3 separate regions of the Mus musculus genome follow, and regions 1 and 3 are each linked to region 2. A link is a contact called in public Hi-C data. All regions are on one chromosome and are shown on one strand. Each heading gives the region's core, a stretch centred on a gene start, on an enhancer-like site or on the middle of the called end of the contact. The rest is flanking DNA. Distances are from core to core; before and after follow the strand shown. Region 1 has its middle 75 kb from the start of Cpxm2. Region 2 has its middle 18 kb from the start of Gm35147. Region 3 overlaps Chst15 (carbohydrate sulfotransferase 15).

What was found. A called contact is a pair of places that touch in the nucleus more often than the background predicts.
Region 1: a Hi-C map of the N1E-115 cell line shows a contact between it and region 2, with 7 times the contacts expected there. The contact joins two enhancer-like sites. A contact is called at or near these places in 1 of 15 datasets of contacts at CTCF or cohesin (large pre-B cells), 1 of 484 Hi-C or Micro-C datasets (the N1E-115 cell line), 1 of 115 datasets of contacts at active chromatin or transcription factors (double positive thymocytes) and 1 of 9 other capture datasets (liver).
Region 3: a contact with region 2 is called in a Hi-C map of the N1E-115 cell line, with 4 times the contacts expected there. The contact joins two enhancer-like sites. A contact is called at or near these places in 1 of 15 datasets of contacts at CTCF or cohesin (large pre-B cells) and 2 of 484 Hi-C or Micro-C datasets (the N1E-115 cell line and liver).

What each region holds. Positions count from the first base shown.
Region 1 is chr7:132,227,487-132,231,440 of GRCm38.p6, reverse strand. No RefSeq gene overlaps it. Among named protein-coding and RNA genes, the nearest start is that of Cpxm2, 75 kb to the right of the region's middle. Within about 2 kb of position 2,345, at least 5 of the 459 cell types and tissues checked have an H3K27ac peak or open chromatin away from gene starts, as enhancers often do. A contact at or near this core is called in the N1E-115 cell line, where this site is marked.
Region 2 is chr7:132,446,373-132,450,079 of GRCm38.p6, reverse strand. No RefSeq gene overlaps it. Among named protein-coding and RNA genes, the nearest start is that of Gm35147, 18 kb to the left of the region's middle. Within about 2 kb of position 1,394, at least 20 of the 459 cell types and tissues checked have an H3K27ac peak or open chromatin away from gene starts, as enhancers often do. A contact at or near this core is called in the N1E-115 cell line, where this site is marked.
Region 3 is chr7:132,297,063-132,300,598 of GRCm38.p6, reverse strand. All of the region lies in intron 1 of Chst15 (carbohydrate sulfotransferase 15), which reads left to right. Among named protein-coding and RNA genes, the nearest start is that of Gm10584, 17 kb to the left of the region's middle. Within about 2 kb of position 1,543, at least 3 of the 459 cell types and tissues checked have an H3K27ac peak or open chromatin away from gene starts, as enhancers often do. A contact at or near this core is called in the N1E-115 cell line, where this site is marked.

The DNA of each region.
Region 1 (3,954 bases), core at 1,096-3,595, 220 kb after region 2:
GGACAAAGCTTGGTCCTTTATCTAAAGTATCACAGAACTCTGGCAGCCATGAAGAGATCTGATGGAGACAGAGACCTTCCATCTGAGGCTTCCTCATCCTCCTTGCCCTCTGTACTTTGTCACCTCCCTGTGTGCTCAGTCCCTAGACCAAGCCTGATGGCATGGCTGGAAACAGTGATCTGGTTTTCCCCAGGTAGGGTAAAGATGATGCCCCAGTATGCCCTGCTGAGTCTGCACTGGCACTGGGCTCCTGCTGAATCTCCAACCTGTCCTCCATGAGAGCCAACTACACATGCCCTGTCCACCCTCAGCAGGCATCTGGCACCGTCTTGCTCTAAAATCCCATTGGACAGCAAATACCCAAGATCCCAAAGAATAATAACATTTAATCAGCACGGGGAAGGCCCTAGGAGCCGTGGAAAGGCTGTTGGGGCAGGAGGGCTGCAGCCTGGTGTACTGGGGCTCACTGTCAGGAGGAAGAGGAGGCACAGTCACCATTGTGGCTGGTGGATGATGAGCAGGGAGTTAGCATTTAAGAAGGAAGCTGTTTGAGAGGCCTGTGGGGCTAAGAGCCTGAGCTAAAAATGGCGTCTGTAAAAGGCACCTGCCATCTATCTGAGAGGCTGTCCAGCTTTGTTAGGCTACAGGTCACCCAGCCCCAGAGGGAAGCCCTATCAAGCAAGCACGCTGTGTTCCTGTGTTCTGAACCCCAGCACTGGAGAGCAATCCTTTTCTCTCAGTTTGCTCCTGGGCTGGGCTGAGAGCCATTTATATGCAAGAACATCAGGGCAAAGCCCAGGAAATCCCTCATTTATGGATCTTTAAGGGGTCTCTCTACCTCCCTCATCCTCTAGGGCTGGTAGGTACCAGACAACTAAAGCAGGCCCTGTACCCCGTCACCCCATTTAAAACTACTCAATGACACACTTACTTGACACCTACTTACCTGAGAACAGTCAAGGTTCTTACACCCCCCTCCTCTCTCTCCTGGAAACCCTGGGTGTCATGGCGTAGGGTGGCCCATTTCCATGGTGGAGCTGTGAGTGACAAACTCTTTCTAAGGGACCTCTGAACTCGCCTCACCAAACCCGAGTGAGGGATAGAAAACATTCGACATGCTTTCTCACTACAGCTTCACAGCCCTGCATGGCTCTCCTGGACCCATTACTGTCCACCCCTGCCCTACGCCAGATGCTGCCCTTCTCTTTGGAGTCCTGGCATCCTCAGCTCACGCAGGATGGAGTGGGAAGGCCTTCTCATCTCTTTACCCAGTTGCTCCTTCAGACAGACTTCAGCTTCTCCACCTCACCCTCAGCTTCTCCACCTCACCTTCATTTCAGCTCCAGCTGCTGCCCTCTGCGCTCCGGGCCTCCTTGCCTCACCAGCCTTCTGGGCCTGAGACCTGGTGGTTGGCATGCATAAGTGTGTGAGTGTGTGTGTGTGTATGCATGTATATTTATGTGTAAGTATGTGTGTGTGCATATGTATTTGTGTGTGAGTGTGTGCATGTGTGTTTGTGTGTATGTTTGTATTTATGTGTTAGTGTGTGTGTGCATGTGTGTTTGTGTTTATGTGTGTTTTATGTGTGTGCATGCATGTGTGTTTGTGTGTGTGTGTGCATGTGTGTTTGTGTTTATGTATGTCTATTTCCCAGCCTTGATCACTTGGTTATGTTAAGGGCACTTATCACATAAGCGTAGCCTGAAATCTGTCATCTGTATCCTGCTTGGTTTATGGTCCTTCCACTCAGCAGAACCATCAACTACTTTAGGCAGAAGGTCTTTCTGTCCATAGGCATGTCCTCGGAGCCTAGACTCAGCAAACCTTAGAGCAAAGAAATGCAAAATGGTGCCCTCAAGCTATAAACCAAAGAGGCATGGCCTTGGGATTCCCCTGGGGTCAGGGATGGCCTTAGAAACCGTCAGAGAGATCTTTGGAGAGCTCAGACCACTGGCAGGGGCTGTAGATGGCCAGAGCTACCAGTCAGTCCTGGGAGGAGATGCTAAGCAGAGCCCTGGAGACTGATAAGATCTGGAAGCAGAGGGTGGGGAGGGCAGGGAGAACAGCTAGGGAAGGGACCTGGCAGGAGGTAGAAGGGCTCAGGGTCTCCAAGAATGGCTGGACTCAAGAACACATGGACTGACCTCCTTTGTGTGACTCCATACAGGGGACCTGGAGGTCAGTCCATGTGGAGTGTAGGGGTGTGTGTGGAGTGTGGGGGTATGGGTGTGGGGTGTTCTTTTCTTTCTTTCTTTTTTCTCACGGGGCGTGGGAACTAGGGAGTGTTTGAAAAGCCACTGGGAGCAGGCACACTTGTTATTCGTGGTGATGGTGATGCTTCCTCTCACGTGTGGGTGTCTTTCTGAAGCTGTAGGCCTTGTCTCCAGCAAGCAGTTCAACTCTGCACTTGTATATTTTGTGCCCAAATGAGTTAGGCTTGTGTGCACATATGTACTCGCCTGTCATGTGTGCACATATGTACATGCCTGTCATGTGTGCACATATGTACTCGCCTGTCATGTGTGCACATATGTACATGCCTGTCATGTGTGCACATATGTACTCGCCTGTCATGTGTGCACATATGTACTCGCCTGTCATGTGTGCACATATGTACATGCCTGTCATGTGTTCACATATGTACATGCCTGTCATGTGTGCACATATGTACACGCCTGTGGAGGCCCAAAGGTTGACTTCTGCTTCTTTCTCAATCACTCCCCACTTTTCTTTTTCTTTTCCTATTTTCATGTGTGTGTGTGGGGGGGGGCAGACAGAGAAAGAGAGACAGAAAGGGTGACACATAAAGATCTGCTGCTGATTCTGTGCTCTTAAGTAATGTTAGACTGTAATTAAGACTGTAAAGGCTCCTGCGACTAGCCAGTTTGGAAAACTGCTGATTTATCTAATATTTAATTAAATAGCATTTTTGTTTTGTTTTGTTTTTCGAGACAGAGTTTCTCTGAGTGAGTCTGGAACTCACTCTGCAGAGCAGGCTGGCCTCGAACTTGGAAATCTGCCTGCCTCTGCCTCCTAAGTGCTGGGATTAAAGGCATGTGCCACCACTGCCCAGCATTAAATAGCATTTTTATAATGTCCAAAACAACTGGCATAAAGAGGCTTGGGAACAGATATAATTGAATTGTGGAGGCTATAAAATCAACTGGAGCATCTTGCAGAATGGCCTAAAACCAGGAGAGCCAAAACGTCCTGAGCATCGTGGTGGGATGTTTCCTGACATGGTAAAAAGCCTGACACTGGAAAGTCCAGATGTGGAGCATCTGTGGTGACAGGGCGAGAACAGTCATGCTACCACTGACTGTCACATGGTAGGCACCAGGTCCCTTGAGAGGGTACCTGTGAGTTTCTCACTGGACTCCCCCTCAACCTTTGGGGCAGGTCCTGTCTGTGCTCTGGTTCCAGTTTGAGGGTCATCAAGCTGAGGTCCTGAGCCTAGGAGAGGCAGAGCGGGGGGCCTTGCGCTTAGGTCTGTTGGCCTAGAGACGGTCCTAACTGCAGATTCTCAAATCAGAGTCTGTGAAAAGATTCCTAAAGAGGCAGGTGGAGCCAGCGAGCCAGCGGACCAAGGCTGGGCTGGGCGGCCACGTAGTTCTAAAGGTAGAGCCCCAGGCAGGTAGTGAGGGCCAAGATCAGTTGGGGTAGCAGCTTTAATGCCATTCACCCACAAAAGCCCAAGGAACAACCCATGGGATCCCTCTTGGCTTTAACCTGGTTCTGTCCTCATGGAAGTGTCACAGTGGTCTTACTGCCTTCCTCTACATGGGCTAAGACGCACTGGGTTGCCACGGCCAGCCAGTTCTTAAGTTGGCTTACGAGCCTTGTGGTCAGCAGTTTGGGTTGCTGTGGGTTCGAATCATGCTGGAGGAATGGGGTTGGGGTTGATTTCTTCCAGGACTGCCCTCCAGTCCACACAGAGGCCATTGAACCTCTCAA
Region 2 (3,707 bases), core at 145-2,644:
TGTAGAAACAGCTGGAAATCTCTGGAATTTAGGGCTGTGGTGGCCTGAGGAGGTGTTGTCAAGCTTAGTGTGTGCTAGGCTAGGCAGGAAGCATCATTTGTAGTTTGGGTATAACAGGAGGCTCTCTGTATGTTAATATTAGAAATAGGTGTGTCTGGGACCTTTTCCTTTCTTCGGGCTAGTAGAGTGTCAAGGGTTTCCTGGGAAGCTGAAAGAAGCCACAATGGAGGTCTGGTCCCAGTCTATCAGTATCACAGCTGGTTACACCTCAGCATCTCCCACAACACCCGTTTCTAGCCTGTCCCACTCCTTCTCAAGTTAGGATCCTGCCTTGTCTTTCTCCTTCTCTTGTCCTACATAACCTGAGCCTTGCTATGCTAAGACCTTTGTGCTTTTACATGGTTACCTGGAAACCAGCCTTCTCCTATAGCTTGGGTTCATGGGCTCAGCCATCTCTCTGCCCTGTGGGTAGTGATAGAGGAGGGATGGGTTGTATGGGTTCAGAGTTTAGGACTCATATTAGCTTCCCAATACAGTTAGGATAGAGCACCGCACACTAGGTGTCTTCATATAACAGGAGTTCAGGAGGCTACAAGGCTGAGGCCAGGCTGTAGAGTGACATGTAATTCCTGTTACATGAAGACACCTAGGAAGCTTCCAGGAGTTGAAACATCAACTTATTTTGGTAGGATATGATTCAACCCATCCAGAGGTCAGAGGAGGGAGTGATGTGGTCCAGAGGACATCAGAAGTGAGAAACTCATGCCCTATGGAGGCCCTCCTCTTCAGGAAATAGCTTCTCTGTGATCCTGGAGGAATCCTGTTGCCCCAGCCTTGCAGAAGGGTAGGTGTTGGGTTCTGCAGTGTACCAAGAAACCATCCTTTCAGCCTGAGGAAGGAATCTAAGAAAAGGGGATACGCTGTGGGGATTACCCCTCTACGGACCTGGGGTCTTCTCTAAATAGTGTGTACCTTGCTCCTGTCACCTGCTTGTATTCACCTGTCTCTGTAGTAGAGGTGGCTTCTTGTTGGTTCCTAAAGGCCCCTGAGTACCATTAGTACTCAGTGTAGTGAGTACCACTAGACCTAATGCTGGCTAAATGGTCTATTATTCTGGTCCCAGGAGACCCAGGCATGGCACAGGGAGGAATGAGTGAGACCATTTGCTTGTCTTAGCCAGAACATGGGATTATTCCATTAACCCTAGCCCCAACTAGACAAATAGGATTAATGATTCTATCTCAAAATATTTGTATTAGAAATTAAAGCAGACAGAGAGAAATGGTCCAGAGTTTGGCTTTCAAAGAAGATTCCTGGCCGCTGGGCTATAAACACTAGTGGCCATCTGCATTCCATCAAGGCAGATCTGGGATCCATCACTGTCTGCTGGCCCAGCTTCTGGGTCCTGCTTCCCAGAGAGCAGATCAAAGAGGCAGGGTCCTCGTGGCCCTTGTCCGCTCTGGTTGGCAGATGTCATTACTTTCTGGGTCATTCACCTTGTGTTCAACTTCAGTTTATTTTGTAAGTAGTTTGGAAATCCTGGGGTTCCTCCTGGCCAAGGCTCCCCCCAAGCATGGAAGTCTGCATGTCTGGAACAACAGTAGTGGAGCAAGGGGCGATCAGAGGACAGCTGAGAAGGAAGGTGTCAAGCATGCTCATGTAGGGCAGACTCATGTTTGTTAGTGAGGATTCTCTAGAGGGGCGGAACCAGTAGAATTAATGTACACATTAGCTTACATGACAATGTCTGGGCAGTCCAACAATGGCTGTCTCAACCAGAGAGACTGAAACACTGGTAGTTTCTCCATCCATTAGCTGGATTCCTTAGCAGCTCTGCTCTGGCACTGAAGTCCCAGAAGACCCTAAAGAACCAATGGCCTTTGGTTCATGGTGAAGCCCAAAGTTGAGTCCTAATTTCAGTGAAGGAATGTAGCAGCGGCAATGTAGGTGAACTTGTCAGCAAGAGTAAATGAAAGCAGGCAAAATTCTTCCTTCTTCCATCCCCTCTAGCCTCTGGGTATCACATGTAGGCTAGGTCTCCCCACTCAAAACAATCTGACCAAGGAAGTTATTTTCTGGAGTGTCTCTTAGTTGATTCCAGATCCAGTGTGTGTGTACTTCGGGGAGAGGTTGAGGGCTAGAGAGGTCAAGTCTCCTGTGTGCAGGAGAGTAGTAAATGACATTGCTTAGCAGGTCTGAGTGTTCCTCTGTTCACAATGGGGTGAGTGATGGCCGGTCAGAAGGATCTGGGGAGCTGCAGTGTCTTCCCAGCTGAGTGCTGCCTTGTCACTATGCAGGGAGCTGAGCAAGTTCCGAGTGTGCCACAAACACCAGAGCCACCACAGTATCCTGTGATGTCAGACAGCAGTGACTCAGGGCATAGACTCAGCAAGGCGCTTAAGGATGGATGCTCTCCTGGGAGTATTCACCAACTGAAAGGAAGGGCAGTCTATTCAGACGAAGTGTTTAGAGGAAGGCTTCGGAGCAATCCTTAGCCAGCATTTTCTAGAAATCTGAACCTTCTCAAAGAGATACAGGATCCGTAGGAGCTGAAGAGTCCTCTGTTTTCTGTTGTCCAGGTTACTTAGTTTTTGTTTTTATTGTCTCTAAAATAATGTTGCAAAAAATATGTAGGTCATTTATTTCAGTGTTATTATTTCTATCATCAGCCTCATTGAGATACTTGGCCAGAATCTCATTATGTAGCCTCTGGACTCACATCTATATTTATTCCAGGGTACATTAATTCCAGGATTTTTAGTGTGTGCAAAGCTGTGCACATACCAGAGACTGTTTTGTTTGTTTGTTTGTTTTATTTGATATCTATATATATTATTCTTGAGGGTGTAGCCTTGGGCATGAATGTCATCACTCAGGATGGTGGCTTCTGCGTCATCTGGAGTCACATATACAGCTGCCCTCCTCCTCTTCGTCCTGTGAGACAGGATCTCACTAGGTAGCCCTTGGCTGGTCTGGAATTAGTCTGCTTGTGCTGCTGTAAGCCTCCTGCTCCTGCCTCCCGAGCTCAGGAGTTGTGTCACTGTGCCCAGTTTCATGGGCTTTCTTGGCTTCTTTCCTGGATGTGCGCCACTCAGGTAGTTCCCAGAGATTTTCAGTGTTGGTTTGTTTTCCAGGACAGTTCTGCTAGCTTTGCTTTGTTACTGGCAGCCCTTGTAGTTATTCACGCTGCTGTCCCAGAAGAAGAAGCACTGCTTTGTATCTTACTAACCAAAGTGTCTTTCCTTATAACTTTGCCTGCTAATCCAGTCTTGGCAGAACACAGTGTGTGTGACATATCATAGTGTAATGTTCTGCTGTATTTACCATCTTATTCCCTGAACCCAGTAGAAGAAGAACATTTTAGTTTTCAAATAGATTATTTGTGCATGTATGTATGTATGTATGTATGTATGTATCTGTCTATCTAGTAGTATGTGTGTATACTTATCTATCAATCTTTCTACTTATCTATAATCTATTATCTATATATCTATTTATCTATCAATCATATCTCATCTATGTCTATCATCTATCTACCCATTATTTATCAATCTGTTTTATATCTATTGTTATTATCTATAAATCATCTTCTATCTATCTATCTATCTATCTATCTATCTATCTATCTATCTATCATTTGTCTATCCTCATCTGTCTGTCCTTCCTCCCTCCCTCCCTCCCTCCCTCCCTCCCTCCCTTCCTTCCTT
Region 3 (3,536 bases), core at 294-2,793, 150 kb after region 2:
TGCTGCCTTGCTGCCTGCTAGTGGACCCCAACACTGCCTGCCTATCCCATGCCCTGCCGTCGCCCACAGGGAACGGTGTCTCCAGGAGATGTTTCTGTGGTTCCCTAGCCCTCTGTCAGGACATTCTGCACCTTGTCTACAGGTGGACTGCTACAGATAACATGTAGTAGTATTCTGCGCTGGTGACATGTGAGCGCCAGCCTTTCTGCCCTGCCTGCAAACACGCTGGCAGATCCTCACCAGATGATCCCTAGTCCCTTTTTGTGTGTTAGGTCTCCCCCAGTCCTCCTCAGATGTCCTTACATGACTGTCACGCTAGAAAGTTTGCCAGTAAATGTTAATTATGCAACAATACACAGATCTGCTTCCCACTGCTTAAGATTAATTCTTTAAGTTGTGGCTAAAATATAAACTTCTTTGTAGTTTAGTAAATGAAGAGAAGAGAAAATAGGTTTCTTTTTCTTTTTCTTTTTCTTTTTTCCAGAGTAGCTTGATTTAGAATCATTCCAGATGTTCACCCAGCATCTCTCTTTCCCGAGCCCAACTGTCTGGAAGCTGTCTTGGGCTGAAAACCTGCCAAGGACCCCCTTAATCTCTCCCCACTTCTAACACTGCCTCATAATTTTAACTATTTTGAAATGATTTTAGACATGCAGGAAGTTGCAGCGTTCCTATGTACCCTTTGCCCAGCTTCCTACAATGATAACATCATCTGTGACCCTAGGACCCCATAAAAGCCAGGAAATTGAGGCTGGCCCAATCTCATTAACCAAGCTGCAGGCCACAGTCTGCGTCTCTTGATGTTATTAAACCCAGGGATTCACAGCACTTTGGAAGCGTTTAGAATTTCACTAAGTTCAGTTCCGTCTTTTATCATTTAGATGATTTTTGGATCCTTTCCAATTGGCAGTCAATGATATTAGTTTCTGCCAGGTCAATAAATCCTTGAAGGGCCACTTTAATGCATTTCATGAATGCTCGATCCTGCTTGATACTCTATGGGTTCCTCTACCTGAAGAGTGGACCCAGATAACCCTCTTATCTGGGTTTGAGGAATTCCTGGAGACAAGGAATGATTCAGGTCAGTGTGGTGTAATGGAACATATGACTGAAAACTGAGGTCTTGAGATCTGATCACAGTAACCAGAATACATGGGGTTACCTAACATTCCGAGTGCCCCCATTTCATAGTTCAAATTCTAGCAACTTAGTAGTAGAGTTGGGACTTGAACCTAGATGATCTGAATCAGAGAGTGCTTGCAGCCTGTTAGCCTTTCAAGCGGGTCTACACACTTTTCTGGCCTGGTTCTCACTGACTGTGCCCTGGTTGCCCCCCACCCCCACCCCCACCCCCAGCTCTGAGATGGGCTTTACTAAGATCTACCACATCTCTTAATGTAAGTGCAGTGGCTTTCCTGGTGAAATGGTTTTACTGGCAGAGCTGGGAGCCCTCAAAAAGAAACAAGCAACCCACCCAACCCCTTGGAGGTGCTTTAAGGTGAGATTTTTGTAGTTGTATTTAATGTGATAGGAGCCTTAGTTCCCATTGAATTATCTTTTGATGTGTTTTAATTAGGCCATCTGCAAACTGATTTCAAGATGCAAAATCCCGAGTGGCCGGCCAGCCCAGCACCCCCATGTACTTAGCTCAGGACTCACATGATGTGTGTGCATCCCTTTCTCCCTGTCATGGGTGCCATTAATGGTGACATGCCACTAGTATAGAATATGGGAACTTTGTCTGCATAATTGGGTTTGCAGTCTCTACCAAGGAAGCCTGCTTATAAATGGTGTTTAAGCTGCACAGGCTTGGGGGACAAGCTGTAAAAACCAACAGTGCAGAGCACTGGGTGAAGGGCTTAATTTTCTCTTCTGCTTGGGGACCAAACACATTACTCCACGAAGGTAAAGATTTTCCCATTTATAGAGGCTGTGAGGGATAAGCCTCGGCTCATAAATTTCCTCCATGGCCTCTCCTCAGAGCCTGTGAGATGGCCTGACTCCGGGGACCAGTGTCTAACTACATTAGTGCGATAAATTAAAGGGCCCAGTGTTGGCTAAATTGTCAGGCAGAGCTGCATGGGAGCTGGCCCTGAGATTGGACTTGTGATAAACAGGCTTCTGCTAGCTCCTCCTAGGAGAGGGACCACTCTCGTCCCCATTCCCAAGCACTCCTAGGAAAGCTCCAGTGATAACCCAAATCTGAGACAGAAGGTAATGTTCAGAGTGAGTCGTCATCAGCTGGAATGCATAGGAAGGAATTCCTGGGTATGTTTTCTCCATTCGATCTCATTGTCATTGTCATTCTATCTGTCTTGTCTGTTGTCTGTCTGTCTATCTATCTATCTATCTATCTATCTATCTATCTATCTATCTATCTATCTATCATCTATCTATCATCTGTCTGTCTATCTATCTATCTATCTATCTATCTATCTATCTATCTATCTATCTATCATCTATCTATCTATCTATCTATCTATCATCTATCTATCATCTGTCTGTCTATCTATCTATCTATCTATCTATCTATCTATCTATCTATCTATTGTCTAATTTGTTCTAGGCTATTCTTAGGTTAAATATGTAGCCACGGATGACCGTGACTTTCTGATCCTCCCATCTTTGGATTGCAGATGTGTGCCACCACACTTGGTTTATGCAATGCTGCGGATTGAACCCAAGGCGTTGTCTATGCCAGGCAAACATTCTTACCAATGGTCTTAGTAACCTTTTTATTGTGATAAAGCATGTGACCAAAGCCACATAGAGAAGAAAGTGTTTAATATGGTGCTTATGGTTTCGGACGGTAGAGTTCATAATGGTGGAGAAATGGACACACAGGGAATATTGCTAGTCTTTTGGAACCACAAAGCCTGACCCTAACGACACACCTCCTTCAAGGCCATAGCTCCTAATCCTTCTCAAAAAGTTCCACCAACTGGGGATCAAGTATTCAAACATGAGTGTATGGGAGCCATCATCATTCCAAACTGAGCGATATTCCCGGTTTTCATTATTAAACTTTTTATGAATCTATAGACTGGCAATGTGATTTTCAGGCTTTGGTGCAACATGGTCCTAAGAGTCCCATATTAAAGAAGCCAGAACTTCTTTATAGCAGAGCATTAAATGAAGTACACAGAGGGTTTGAACATGAGTTGACTTTACAAATGTTCATGTAGCTGGCTCTGGAAGCTTGCATGATACTGAATCTGGAGGGATCTGATGTAGGGCACCTTGGGAGAGTCAGAGTGTGAATGCCCAGATGGCAGAGGTGTGCTGAATTCTGTGTACAAATCTCCGAGGGGTTTGGCCAGGTGCCATTCTGGGGACATAGTGTGCCTGTCTGGAGACACTCTTAGGAATGCTTAAGGAACTGAAGCAACACATCATGATTTTCCTAATCAGAGCTGGGGTTTCATTGGCTCTCAGATTCCATGGGTCAAGTCTCTGGAGTAATTGCCCCTGGAGTAATCCAGAATTAACTGGGACAAGGATCTAGGCGTCTAATGAAGCCTAATGTCTTCACAGCT